2 separate regions of the Sus scrofa genome follow, and region 1 is linked to region 2. The links are chromatin contacts, called in public HiChIP or PLAC-seq maps. All regions are on one chromosome and are shown on one strand. Each heading gives the region's core, a stretch centred on a gene start, on an enhancer-like site or on the middle of the called end of the contact. The rest is flanking DNA. Distances are from core to core; before and after follow the strand shown. Region 1 holds the start of E2F3 (transcription factor E2F3). Region 2 holds the start of MBOAT1 (lysophospholipid acyltransferase 1).

Region 1 (6,096 bases), core at 2,613-5,112, 150 kb after region 2:
CGGAGGGACTTGGTAAATGAGATTCTTGGGCCCTGCCTCAAGGGATTCTGAATCATGCGGTTGGGGTACGGCTCAGGAACCTGCACTTTTATTTGTTAATTTATTTACTTTGAATGCCGCCACCTGTGGCAAATGGAAGTTCCCTGGCTAGAGGTCACATTGAATGCAGCTGCAGTCCTATGCCTTGGCCACAGCAATGCTGGATCCAAGCCACATCTGCAACCTACACCACAGCTTGCAGCAACTCGGGATCCTTAACCAACTGAGCGAGGCCAGGGATCAAACCTGTATTCTCATAGACACTGTGTAGGTTCTTAACCCACTGAGCCAGAATGGGAACTTCAAGAACCTTGGCACTTTTATAAGTTCCTTGGGGGAGTCTGCACTGGATGGTGAGCAAGTCATCCTTGAAAAATCTTCATCGGGGCCTATAGCCCAGGCTCGCAATTAGTGTCATTGGTGTCTAATAAGGAATGGTATCTTGGCAGCAATCCAAAACCAGGTGAGTAGCAGCTGAGAGGTCTGAGGCGCAGGTAGGCAGGCTAACAGATTGTATTAGTTTCCCAGGGCTGCCATGATAAATTACCACAAACGGAGTAGCTGAAAACAACAGAAATGTATCTTGTCACAGGTCTAGAGGCCAGAAGTCCAAAATCAAGGTGTTGGTGGGGATTTGCTCCCTCCAGAGGCTCTAAGGGAGATTCTGCTCCTTGCCTCCTCCAGCTTTCAGTGGCTGCCCACATTCCTTGACCCGTGCTGTTCATTCCAACCTCTGCCTCCGTCTTCACAGGGCTACCTCCTACCCTCTGTCTTTCTTCTGGGCGTTTTTAATAAGAACACTTATCAGCGGATTTAGGGGCCACCCAGATCTTATTTCAAGACTTTTTTTTTTTTTTTTTTTTTTTTTTTTTTGCTATTTCTTGGGCCACTCCCGCGGCATATGGAGTTTCCCAGGCTAGGGGTCCAATCGGAGCTATAGCCACCGGCCTACACCAGAGCCACAGCAACATGGGATCCGAGCCGCGTCTGCAACCTACACCACAGCTCACGGCAACGCCGGATCCTTAACCCACTGAGCAAGGGCAGGGACCGAACCCGCAACCTCATGGTTCCTAGTCGGATTCGTTAACCACTGCGCCACGATGGGAACTCCTTATTTCAAGACTTTTAAGTACCTCTGCAAAGACCCCTTTTCCAAATAAGGTCACAACCACAGGTTCTAGAGATTAGGATAAAGATGTGGGGTTTTTTTGGGGGGTGGGGGGAAGCACCTTCTGGGACAAGTAGCTGCTTTGGGTCACTGTCTGAGCAAGGGAAAGGGTGGTGATGATTGGCAAGAACAGTCTAGCTCTTGGTGCTAGAGCAGCCTGACCTTCAAGAGAAGATCTTGAGGGCTCAGATTTTGGAATCAGCCAGAAGCTGGTCACTGCAGATGAGCAGTTTGAGGCAGGATGAGCAGCAGAGCTGACTTTATTACCCTGAACTTCAGAGTCAGGATTCTATAATCCTCGCTAACCAGGATGAGGCCGTGCTCCTACCTTGGGACAAAGCTAAGCTGTCATGGCAAGTGGACATCCAGGGGCATTAGGGAGAGGCAAGGCTGGGAGTCAGATTCAATTACAAGGAGCAACCCAGCAAAATCACACAAAAGAGTAGAATCATAAATAGCTACCGCTTATTGAGCACTTGCTATATCCCAGGTAAAGTGCCATTTATTATTGCCTCTTTTCACCATAATCTTGCAATATCAGTATTACATTGTAGGTTATGTATAACCTACACAATATAATCCTATGTTCCTATTTTAACATACAAGAATACAGGATTTTATTTTTTATTTTAATTTATTTATTTTGTCTCTTGAGGGCCGCACCTGCTGCATATGGAGGTTCCAGGCTAGGGGTCTAATTGGAGCTGTAGCTGCTGACCTACGCCACAGCCACAGCCACGCCAGATCTGAGCCGCATCTTCGACCTACATGACAGCTCAGGGCAATGCCGGAGTCTTAACCCACTGAGCGAGGCCAGGGATCGGCCCGAAACCTCTTGGTTCCTAGTTGTATATGTTTCCGCTGCTCCATGACAGGAACTTGAGAATATGGGATTTTAAAGGTTAGCATTATATAGCCACTAAGTGGCAGCTAGAATGTAAACCCAGCTCACTCTGGCTCCAAAGCCCATTTTCCTTCTACTAAAATATGGTACTTCTCCACAAATCAATAACCTACCCCGGAATTTAGCATCTTAACTTCCAGCATCTCCTCTTCTCTCTTTGAACCCTCCCACCCCATCCTGGGGTGCAGTAGGCATCAAATGTTAAAAAAAAACATTTGTTTCTCTACCAAATACCCGATGTTAAAAAAAAATGTAACCTGACTAAGGTAGAATGGTACCTATTTCACACTTTTTAAACCAGAATCACAAGTGGGGATCTAGATTGTGAACACCTGCACCCTTGGGGCTGTGTCTCATCTATCTTACTGTAAGCACTCCTGAGGAGCTCAAGCAGAGATTTTGCACATAGTCCTAAGGCCTAGGTTTGTCTCTAATCTTAAAATGCAGGGTCTATGATGACTACGTGCATTATACCCCCCTTCCTCCCAAACCCTCACTACAGCCACCAAATGCATGCTGCTAGTGATGTTCTACAGCTGGTAATATCCAAGTAGTTACAGTACTAATTTCCTCTATAGTGACCCACAGTGGAAAGCAACACTGATGGAACAACATCAAGGAAGTTGCTAATACATTATGCCTCAAGCCCAATCAGGAATTGATGCCCTTTGAAAACCACCTAACCTGCCCTAAAGATAGTGTCGGTTTTGATGACAGAGCGTCCAAAAATGTTTGGGTATTGGGCCTTGGATCTTCAACCACCTTGAATGCAAGACCAAAATATTCCTGAGCCTGGTGTGAGGTTTAACAGTATTTTGAGCTCATCCTGTTTCAAACAGGGTAACAGGACTGAAGTAAGGAGTCCTAGCCTGAACTGACTGAAGTCTCATCAGGACTTTCGTAAGACTGAAACTGAGTTTTGGGAAATTATTACTATTAATCATGACAATAATAATAATAATGATGTCTTGCAAAAAGGCTTGAGGTACTGCAATCCTCATTATCCAGTGAGCCCAGATCAGCAGCTGGCAGTCTTCAATTTTAAGATCCATAAATACTTGCACCAATATAGACATTAATTTGACAATAATACTTTTCTGGTGGGAATTTCTAGTTTAGTAAAAAAAAAAAAAAAAAAAAAAATTAAAAATATTTTGGACTAGATGGGCCATCATGTTTCCTTTCAGTCAGATAACTTGCTAGGAAACCAAAATTGTAAAGTACTGGTGCCCAGCGTGCAGCATTTATTGGCAGCAAGACGTCATCTTGGGAAGCACGTACTTCTTCGGATTACAGTTTGGCGGATTAGAAACCCGCAGATCAGTCTAGGTTAGCCCAGATTAACTGCCCTGATTGCTTCTGGGCCAGTGACTTGGGGGTGGGGGTGGGTGTCTGCTGGACTCAAACCAATACTCGTGGTAAGATTTCACTCGGCAAAACATTCGGAGTTAATTTTTTACTTAAACCCCATCCAGGCTAATAATGAAGCTACCAGGAATGATTTGGAATGTTAACTAAATGGTGCCCGCAATCACGTCAGTCGAACCTTCTGCCCCCACGATTCTGTCTGCCCACATGCTTCTGTCTATCAGCCTCAACCTCTGGATCAGCTCTCGCCGCGGCATTGGTTGGATTTCAGGAAGGGAGATACCCACGATTTAAAGGGCTCAGTTTCCACATGCCAGGCGTCGTTCGCAAGGTCCAACTTGCCTTTGGCACATACTTGGGAGAATCTCCCGCTGCTGTTCATCTATTACACTGACTGGCTAAACGAAAGAGAGTTCCCGAAAGTGTCCCCTTGGTCACCTTGACAATTTCCAAAAGCGAAACTTGCACTCTAGACTAGATCCACACTGAGTCTGCGGGGCGCAGAGTCCCTGCCCAGGTCAGCAGCGCCAGCCCCGCAGGCGGGCGGGACCGGGGGCGGAGCCTGGACCAGGCGTGGTCTTCCGTGGGAGAGAAGGCAAGGCTTTACCCACCTCCTAAAAACCCCTGCCTCCCTCGCAGCCAATCAAGGAGGGCTATGCAAATAGGGCCCCTGTCGCCCCGGCAACCGTGATGCAAGGCAGCCAATGGAAACCGGCAGGTCCCGGCCCTGCTCCCCGATTGGGACTAAAAGAAGAAGACAGCGGCCCAATGGGCTGTGAGAACGGTCCTCGGCGGGTTGAGGGGCGGGGATATGCAAATTTGGTTTGAAAAGCCGGCGGGAAATCTGAGTTTCGCGGGAGGACCTTGGCGCGTAAACCGTATCCCTTCATTCATTGTCAGCAGCAGCTTCCTGGAGCCATTTTTCAGCTGCCGGCCGCAGCACCCGGGCTGCCGCCGCCGCCTCGCAATCCATTGCATCGGCCGCCCCCGACGCCTCCATCCCCCCTCGGGGCCCGATATCCGTGCGGCCGGGACCCTCCTCTCTCCAGAGCCCCGATTATTTTTGGCCCCCGGGCCCGTGCTTGCGGAAAAATAAAAAGAAAAGAGAGAGAAGGGGCTCGGAAGCGCCGGGCGGGGAGGAGAGAAGGAGGAGAGACTTGGAAACTCCGACTGCAAATAATAAAGAAATTGAAAACAATACGTTAATATACCATAGCAATAAAAAGCAGGAGCGAGAGATGAGAAAGGGGATCCAGCCCGCCCTGGAGCAGTACCTGGTGACCGCCGGGGGTGGGGAGGGGGCGGCTGTCGTCGCCACCGCCGCTGCAGCCTCCATGGACAAAAGGGCACTGCTAGCCAGCCCCGGCTTCCCCGCCGCCGCCGCCGCTGCTGCCGCCGCCCCGAGCGCATACATCCAGATCCTCACCACGAACACTTCCACCACCTCCTGTTCCTCCTCCCTCCAAAGCGGCGCCGTCGCCGCCGGCCCCCTCCTCCCCAGTGCCCCCGGCGTGGAGCAGACCGCCGGCAGCCTCCTCTACACCACGCCGCACGGACCCTCCAGCAGAGCCGGGCTGCTGCAGCAGCCACCAGCGCTGGGACGCGGCGGCAGCGGCGGCGGCGGCGGCCCTCCGGTAATGCCCTCCCGTTCCCACCGTCCCCAGCCCGGGCGGGAGGTGGGCTTGCACCACGCGGGGTGGTGGGCGCGCTGCGGGCAGCCCTGGGAGACCGCGGGGCCCAGCGTCGTGGGCCTCGGCGGCTGCCCCTCCAACGAGGGTTTATTGTTAGACTTGTGTGCTTCCCCCCAGCGCCCAGAGGGTCGGGGGGCTCCGCCAGGCGCGCGGGGCAACGGGGATCGCCTTGGCGCGAACCACAGCAAACACTCTAAAACTTTTCGCGGCCCCCCCTTCTTTTCCTGCACTTTTCCCTACCCCCACTCTCCCCTCCCCTCCAACTCGAAGCTTCCTCTTTCTCGGGCGTAGGAAGGGGTCACGCCCCGGATGGAGAAGGGGGTGGGGGAGGGAGTAGTGAACTGGGGAGTGGGGGGACTCCGGGGGGGGAACCGGGGGGCCCTGGGGGCAGTGGCCCCCCGCCGGTCTCGGGGGCCTGTTGGCAGCCGGGGGTCCCTCAGGCGTGCTCGGAGCGCAGGGGCTCTGGCAGGCTGCGCTTGACACATTTGGGGATCGGTAACTCCCGGCAACAAAGGGGCTGGGGGAAGCGGAGGGGGGCGTGCAGGGGGGAGGTGGAGCTGGAAGCCGGGTGCGGGCTGGGGCGGGGGCTGTCTGGGGGCGAGGGGCTAGCGGCTGGCGCCCCGGCCTGGGCGCATCCCGGCGGTGGCAGCGGCGGCGCCCGCGTGGCCCGAGCGCCCGGGCCTTCCTCACCGGGCCCCGGGCCTGCCCTTGACCCGCCTCTCCCCTTGCCCCTTCCTTCCCCGCCCTGTCCCCCTCTCCGCCCCCCGGCGACGGAGGGCGGGGGCAGCCGTGTTCCCGTCCCGCCGCCTGGGTCTGTCCCTCTCCCCGGGACCCGCCGGTGACGTTTCGCACACGTGCGCGGAGGACGCGCCTGTGACTGGGGAGGAGGCGGCGGCGGGAGGGGGCGCTGGAGGGGGAGAGGG
Region 2 (6,180 bases), core at 1,521-4,020:
CAATCTATCTCTTTCTATCCCCAAAAACTTTCCCAGATTCCTCTTCTCTAGCTGTGCTGAACTGCTGAAAACAGAAAAATGCAATTAAAATAAATCGTGATGGAGGGTAGAGGGGTAAGTACAAAATAAACTCCTAAAGGAAATTTCGCTCTTAGTTATATCTCATTTGAGGACTCCAGGATTGGCTATTATGTCTGCCTTTGCAGGTCCCTGGCAGTCACACCATCCTCACTGCAAAAACAGGAGTTAGCATCTGATACCTCCTCAACTTCCAGGCTTTCTGGATTTTGCAACTGATTAGAAGCCAGGAGTCAGATCAGGCATCGTTCTGAATCAGATCCTCAGAGGGAACCAGGTAGAAGGGTGGCTCAGTAAACAGCATCTGAATGAGGCAACCGGCCAGGTCTCACTTCCTCATTGCTGCAGGAACGTGCGCGGAAAAAGCAGCAGGTATGCTCTTGTTTGAAGGAAAGAAGAATTTTTTAAAAGCTCACTAGGGAGAGGCAGAGGAAGAAAACTGGGTGAGAATTCAGCATGAAGCAGTCAAAAGAGTGGGCCCCTCCTCCAAGCTGGCCTTACCTGATGCCATTTAAATCAACACAGAGCTGACCCCTGAGCAACACGGAGGTTAATCTGACTATAATTTATATTCAGCCCTTTGTATCTGCAGTGCCTAGAAATCTGCGGATTCAACCAACTGTGGACCATACAGTACTGCAGAATTTACTACTGACAAAAATCCACATCTAAGCGGACCTATGCAGTTCAAGCCTGTGTAGTTCAAGGGTCAACTGTGTATTTATTGACTCACTACTAGATACAAGGCAGATCTAGCCCGCAGCACTTCAAGAGACAAGAAAACGGGTTAAGATTAAGCCTCAACCCTCAGGAAGATTTCTTACCTGGAATTACAGTTCTTTGTTGCCATTTTCAATTTTAATGGTAGCAGACAGTTTCTAGACAGTCCATGTAACTTCAACAGCACCTAACCTGTCCTCCTAGGGAGCCTGGACCCTCCAGGAAAGACTGAACAAACTAAGGCCCTGGGAAAACCACAGCATCCTGTGGGCCTCCTCTCTTGACAATGGTCGTGACACATGGTACAAAATAACGCTTACCCTGGGAGTTCCCTTTGTGGCTCAGTGCTAACAAATCATGAGGACAAAGGTTCAATCCCTGGCCCCATTCAATGGGCTGAGGATCAAGTAAGCTGTCCCAGTTCGGATTAGGCACTGATGTGCTATGGCGTAGGCCGGCAGCTACAGCTCCAATTCGGCCCCTAGCCTGGGAACTTCCAAATGCCGTGGGTGCGGCCCTAAAAAGAGGAAGAAACAAACAACCAAACAAACAAAAACCTGTCACCTGATTTCGCAAGCTCCACAGCTATAGTCTAAAGCCCAAGACTCTCATTCAGAAGCTATGGGCTATTACTTACAGAAGAATCAGGCTTAGTTTCTAAGTAGGATCATCTACATTAAAAATAATGAAGGCTTGACTATACCGATGAAAGATACACTTGATTCATTTATCAGAATGCTTTAGAACTTGGTTCCAGGAAACGAGGCAACCCAAACCCAAAACTTCAAACAAATAAAAAAGTTTATTCGAAACTGCTGTGCAGGATATACCTTTTTTCCCCCCCATAGTGACAGCAGAAAAACATCAACTCCGAAAAGCAAAAAATCCACCTGTCTAGTTTGGGAGCAGTGAAAACTGCTATGGGGGCGGGGATGGAGGTAGATCATGCTCCCCGCCAGGCTGCATGCCCACCCCGGCTCAAGGTGGCTTCCTGCGATCACGCCCCAGCCGAGGCCCGGCCGCCCGCAGTTACCTGGTCCAGCGGGATGCCCAGGAGCTCGCTGAGCGGGTGCAGACAGGTGGAGCCGGTGGTGCGGTAGGACAGGCTGGACGGCGGCTCTGCTGCCATCCTGCATCTTCAGGAGACTGCTACCCCGGCCCCACGCCACCCTGCTGCGCGTCCTCTCGCCCAAGTGCGCGTGGGTGGCTGTCCCGAGGGGGCGCGCGGCCGCCTAGCTCGCGGTGACCCAGCAGCGAACCGGGAACGCGATCAAGCGCAAGCTCTTGGGGCGCAAACTTGGCGTTGGCGCTGCGGCCACGGGCGCGGTAGGAGGGCCGCGACCGAGCGCGCTCCGCTTCCCGCTCCCCTCCTCTCGCCGCTCATTGGCCGGGACGCCCGGGACGGCCCGGGAGGAGGGAGGGAGGGAGGAAAAGTGGGGACTCGGAGCCCGGCCCCCAAGCGCCACCCTGCCCTCCCTGCCCCGGCCGACCCGAGGAGGAAAGCGACGCCACGGGCGCCGCCGCTTAGCTCTGCGCCTGGTCGCGCGCAGCCCCGGGGGCGGGAGGAGCCTCTCCTCTTCCTTCTCCCGAGCTCGCCGTCCTCCCTGCCCCACAAAATGACTTCCCCCCGGGTTCCCCTGGCCGGCGCCGAGCCCTAGGGAGCACCCTGGCCCCACCCTGTTTTGGTTTCACTGCACGCTCGCCAACCCCGCCCTCCGGTCCCCGCGCGGGCTAAAATTTTCCTTCGCTTTCCTTGCAAGCTTTCTCCCTCGCAATCCTCGGGGCAGAAGGTTAATCTGCCGGTGGCTGGGAGCCCAAGGAGACCCCGGTACGCCCAGCCGCCCCCCCCAACCCCACCCCCACCCGCAGCACCCAGCCCCCTCTCTCCTTACATTCCTGTGGTCAAGGCGTAGTTTCCTACACCCTGATCTGCCATGGTCTGTGTCACACAAGCGCATACACCAGGACTACCGGCTTCTGACCCTGAATGTCTGACCCGCCCTCTGGATTAAGAACTCCTTTACCCCTGTAGGAAACAGGGCTACTGTTACATTAAACGCATTCTGATCAGTTTTTTTGCCTGCACCGGTTCTAAAAAGCGGCACCTCGCCCCTTCATTTCCGTGTCCTCAGACACCCAAGTGTATCACTGGCACTTGGAAAACTTTTCCAGTGGATTAATAGGTTTTGAGAATCATAAAATCTTGATCATTTCCAGGAACTGCTGTATGCTCGCTGATGGACAAGGCTTTCAGGAAAACAGTGTTGGCATGGGATGAGTAGGGGAAAAAAGAAAAGCGACTTGATGGGAATCCTCAGGCTTCGCCAGGTAACCAAGCCCAAATCTTTGAATCAGCAGTTTACCGGGGAGCTGTTAGGGAGCCAGGGAGCCAACCAAACAGGGGAACAGTAACCTTGAGGCAGAGCCAATACTGTTATCAATGTGGCCTGCAGCTTGAAATCCCACAGAAGGCCTCTCCGCCACTTGTTACAACTTCCTCTCCCAGGCTAGGCCTCACGCTGGCCTTCTGGGAGAGTTTCATCGCTAAAAAGCTGCACTGAACTTTAAAAGGCCAGGCCAGAGTTTCTCAATTCATGACCTCTATTGAGGAACAACAAAAAAAAAATGTCCTTACCACCACTCCCTGTGCTCATGGAGATTTTACAGAAGGCCACCATCACCAAATGACAATCTCTGCTTTATTCACACCACATGCGTGTGCGCGCGCACACACACACACACACTCACACATACATAGGCATATGCTTGAGGATAGATCAGGCTAGACAGGTTCATTAAATATTACATAGTTTTAGAAAATGACCAGAAGTGAAGCCATGTTCCTCTTATCTTTTTTTTTTTTTTTTTTTTTTTTTGTCTTTTTAGGGCCTCACCAGTGGCATATGGAGGTTCCCAGGCTAGGGGTCGAATCAGAGCTACAGCTGCTGGCCTACACCACAGCCACAGCAACACAGGATCTGAGCATGTCTTTGACCTATAGCACAGCTCATGGCAACACTGGATCCTTAACCCACTGAGCCAGGACAGGAATGGAACCCGCATCCTCATGGATACTAGCCAGGTTCATTAACCATCGAGCCATGATGGGAACTCCAAAAGAGGACCGAGCTGCTGCATGAGCCAGGAAATAAATGTTCCTGTTATCTTGAGTAAGATGACAGCTTAAGTGAGGTAGGTGTCTGAGGGCAGAAGGAGCTTGAAAATACTATTTTATTTTATTTATTAATTTTTTTTTGTCTTTTTGTCAAAAATTAGCCTTCACAGAGTTCCCGTCATGGCTCAATGGTTAACGAAGCCAACTAGGAACCATGAGGTTGCGGGTTTGATCCCTGGCCTCGCTCAGTGGGTTAAGGATTCCGAGTTGCCATGAGCTGTGGTGTAGGTCGCAGACGCGGCTAGGATCCCGTGTTGCTGTGGCTCTGGTGTAAGCTGGCAGCTACAGCTCCGATTAGACCCCTAGCCTGGCAACCTCCATATGCCTCGGATGCGGCCCTAGAAAAGGCAAAAAGACCAAAAAATTTTAAAAAATGAGTCTTCACATAGGCGTAGGTATAAAAACAGAAGATTAGCCCTATGTGGATTTTCTTCTGCTCAGCAAAACACAGATTAGAATCCTGTCTGAAGTTTTTTCCTTAAAAACACTGTAACACTGCTTAGATCTTGAAAACAAAACATCACAGAATTCTGTACTCCTGGAGACAATGAATGCTCAAACAACTATTAGATGATCTAATATCAAAAGAATGGATCAGTAACTCTATAAGCTTAATTAAATTGTCTTCTGGAGGATGGAATATGATTCTAAGATGTAGAAGAGCATCACCTTGGACCCATCGCTCACTTTTCCTTCTCCTTTATCTCTCTTTGCATCCTCTGTCAATCACAAATTCATAATTATTATTATATGTTAGATGTAACATATCTAACTTTACAAAAGCTCTTTCATTTACCAGTGACAATAACCCATGTGGTAGATATCATAATTATTCTACAGATGAGAAAACTGGAATGTGGTTACGTTTAGAGAGGTTGAATAAAACATGCCTGTCTTATTCCAGAGCTTGGGCCTTTGCCTCCTCTAAAACAAAATAAGAGGTCCACTCACACACCCACATGCCTGTCATTCCTGCGAGTAGGCATTACCTTTGCTGTTCAGAAATGAGGGGACTGGGTGATGCTGCAGGCATCCAGTCTCACCTGATTTTCTGTCTGCAGTAGAATGAGACTCAATATCAAGGTCAAATTTTTCATCTCCTTTATGAAGCTATGCTCAGAAACTGAAGTCATCCAGAAGAGCCAGTGCTCATCCTGATGACCGGTCTAAAATTAAAGGCCAGACAAAAAAGGCCTGAAAAATGTTCCGGCAAATTTCAAGGAAGCAGCATGATACCATCCACTAATTAAACACTCAAAACCAGGAGTTCCTGTTGTGGCGCAGCAGAATCCAACTAGGAACCATGAGGTTGCAGATTCGATCCCTGGCCTTGCTCAGTGGTTAAGGATCCGGTGTTGCCATGAACTGTGGTGTAGGTCCCAGAGGTGGCTCAGATCTGGCATTGCTGTGGCTGTGGCCTTAGGCCAGCAGCTGTAGCTCCAATTTGACCCCTAGCCTTGGAAATTCCATATGCCTCAGGTGCAATCCTAAACAGCAAAAAAAAAAAAAAAAAAAAAAAAAATCCCAACTCAACATCAGTCTTCTGCCAATCCAGACCCAGCCAAAGATAGTCAAAGGACAAAACTGAATTAAAATCATCCTCAGGAGTTCCTGTCGTGGCGCAGTGGTTAACGAATCCGACTAGGAACCATGAGGTTGCGGGTTCAGTCCCTGCCCTTGCTCAGTGGGTTAATGATCCGGCGTTGCCGTGAGCTGTGGTGTAGGTTGCAGACGCGGCTCAGATCCCACGTTGCTGTGGCTCTGGCGTAGGCTGGTGGCCACAGCTCCGATTCGACCCCTAGCCTGGGAACCTCCATATGCTGCAGGAGCGGCCCAAAGAAATAGCAAAAAGACAAAAAAAAAAAATTAAAAAAAAAATCATCCTCAGACTTTACAATATGCCCTCAAGAAGTTAAATTCTAATGATTCAATGAAAAATAATCACCAACTTGGAGTTCCCACTGTGGTGCAGTGGGTTAAGGATCCGACATTGTCACTGCAGCGCCTCAGGTTGCTACTGGGAGCGGGTTTGATCGATCCCTGCCCCAAGACCTTCCACACATTGCAGGCACAGCAGAACAAACAAACAAAAAACAAACAAAAAAATCACCAACAGAGTTCCCTGGTGGTCTAATGGTTAGAACTCTGTGCTTTCACTGCTGTTGCGCAGGTTCAATCCCTAATTTGGGAACTGAGATCCCATATCA

The links. HiChIP or PLAC-seq counts read pairs in DNA pulled down with a chosen protein or histone mark.
Region 1: a contact with region 2 is called in an H3K27ac HiChIP or PLAC-seq map of alveolar macrophages. The contact joins the promoter of E2F3 here to the promoter of MBOAT1 in region 2. A contact is called at or near these places in 8 of 47 Hi-C or Micro-C datasets (alveolar macrophages, blood, fetal heart ventricle and 3 more) and 1 of 2 datasets of contacts at active chromatin or transcription factors (alveolar macrophages).

What each region holds. Positions count from the first base shown.
Region 1 is chr7:15,789,657-15,795,752 of Sscrofa11.1, forward strand. E2F3 (transcription factor E2F3) reads left to right here and starts at 3,863. Exons shown (of 7, transcript XM_021098397.1): 1 at 3,863-5,116. The coding sequence starts at 4,721.
Region 2 is chr7:15,641,562-15,647,741 of Sscrofa11.1, forward strand. It overlaps MBOAT1 (lysophospholipid acyltransferase 1), which reads right to left and starts at 2,771. Exons shown (of 13, transcript XM_013977464.2): 1 at 2,691-2,771. The coding sequence starts at 2,756.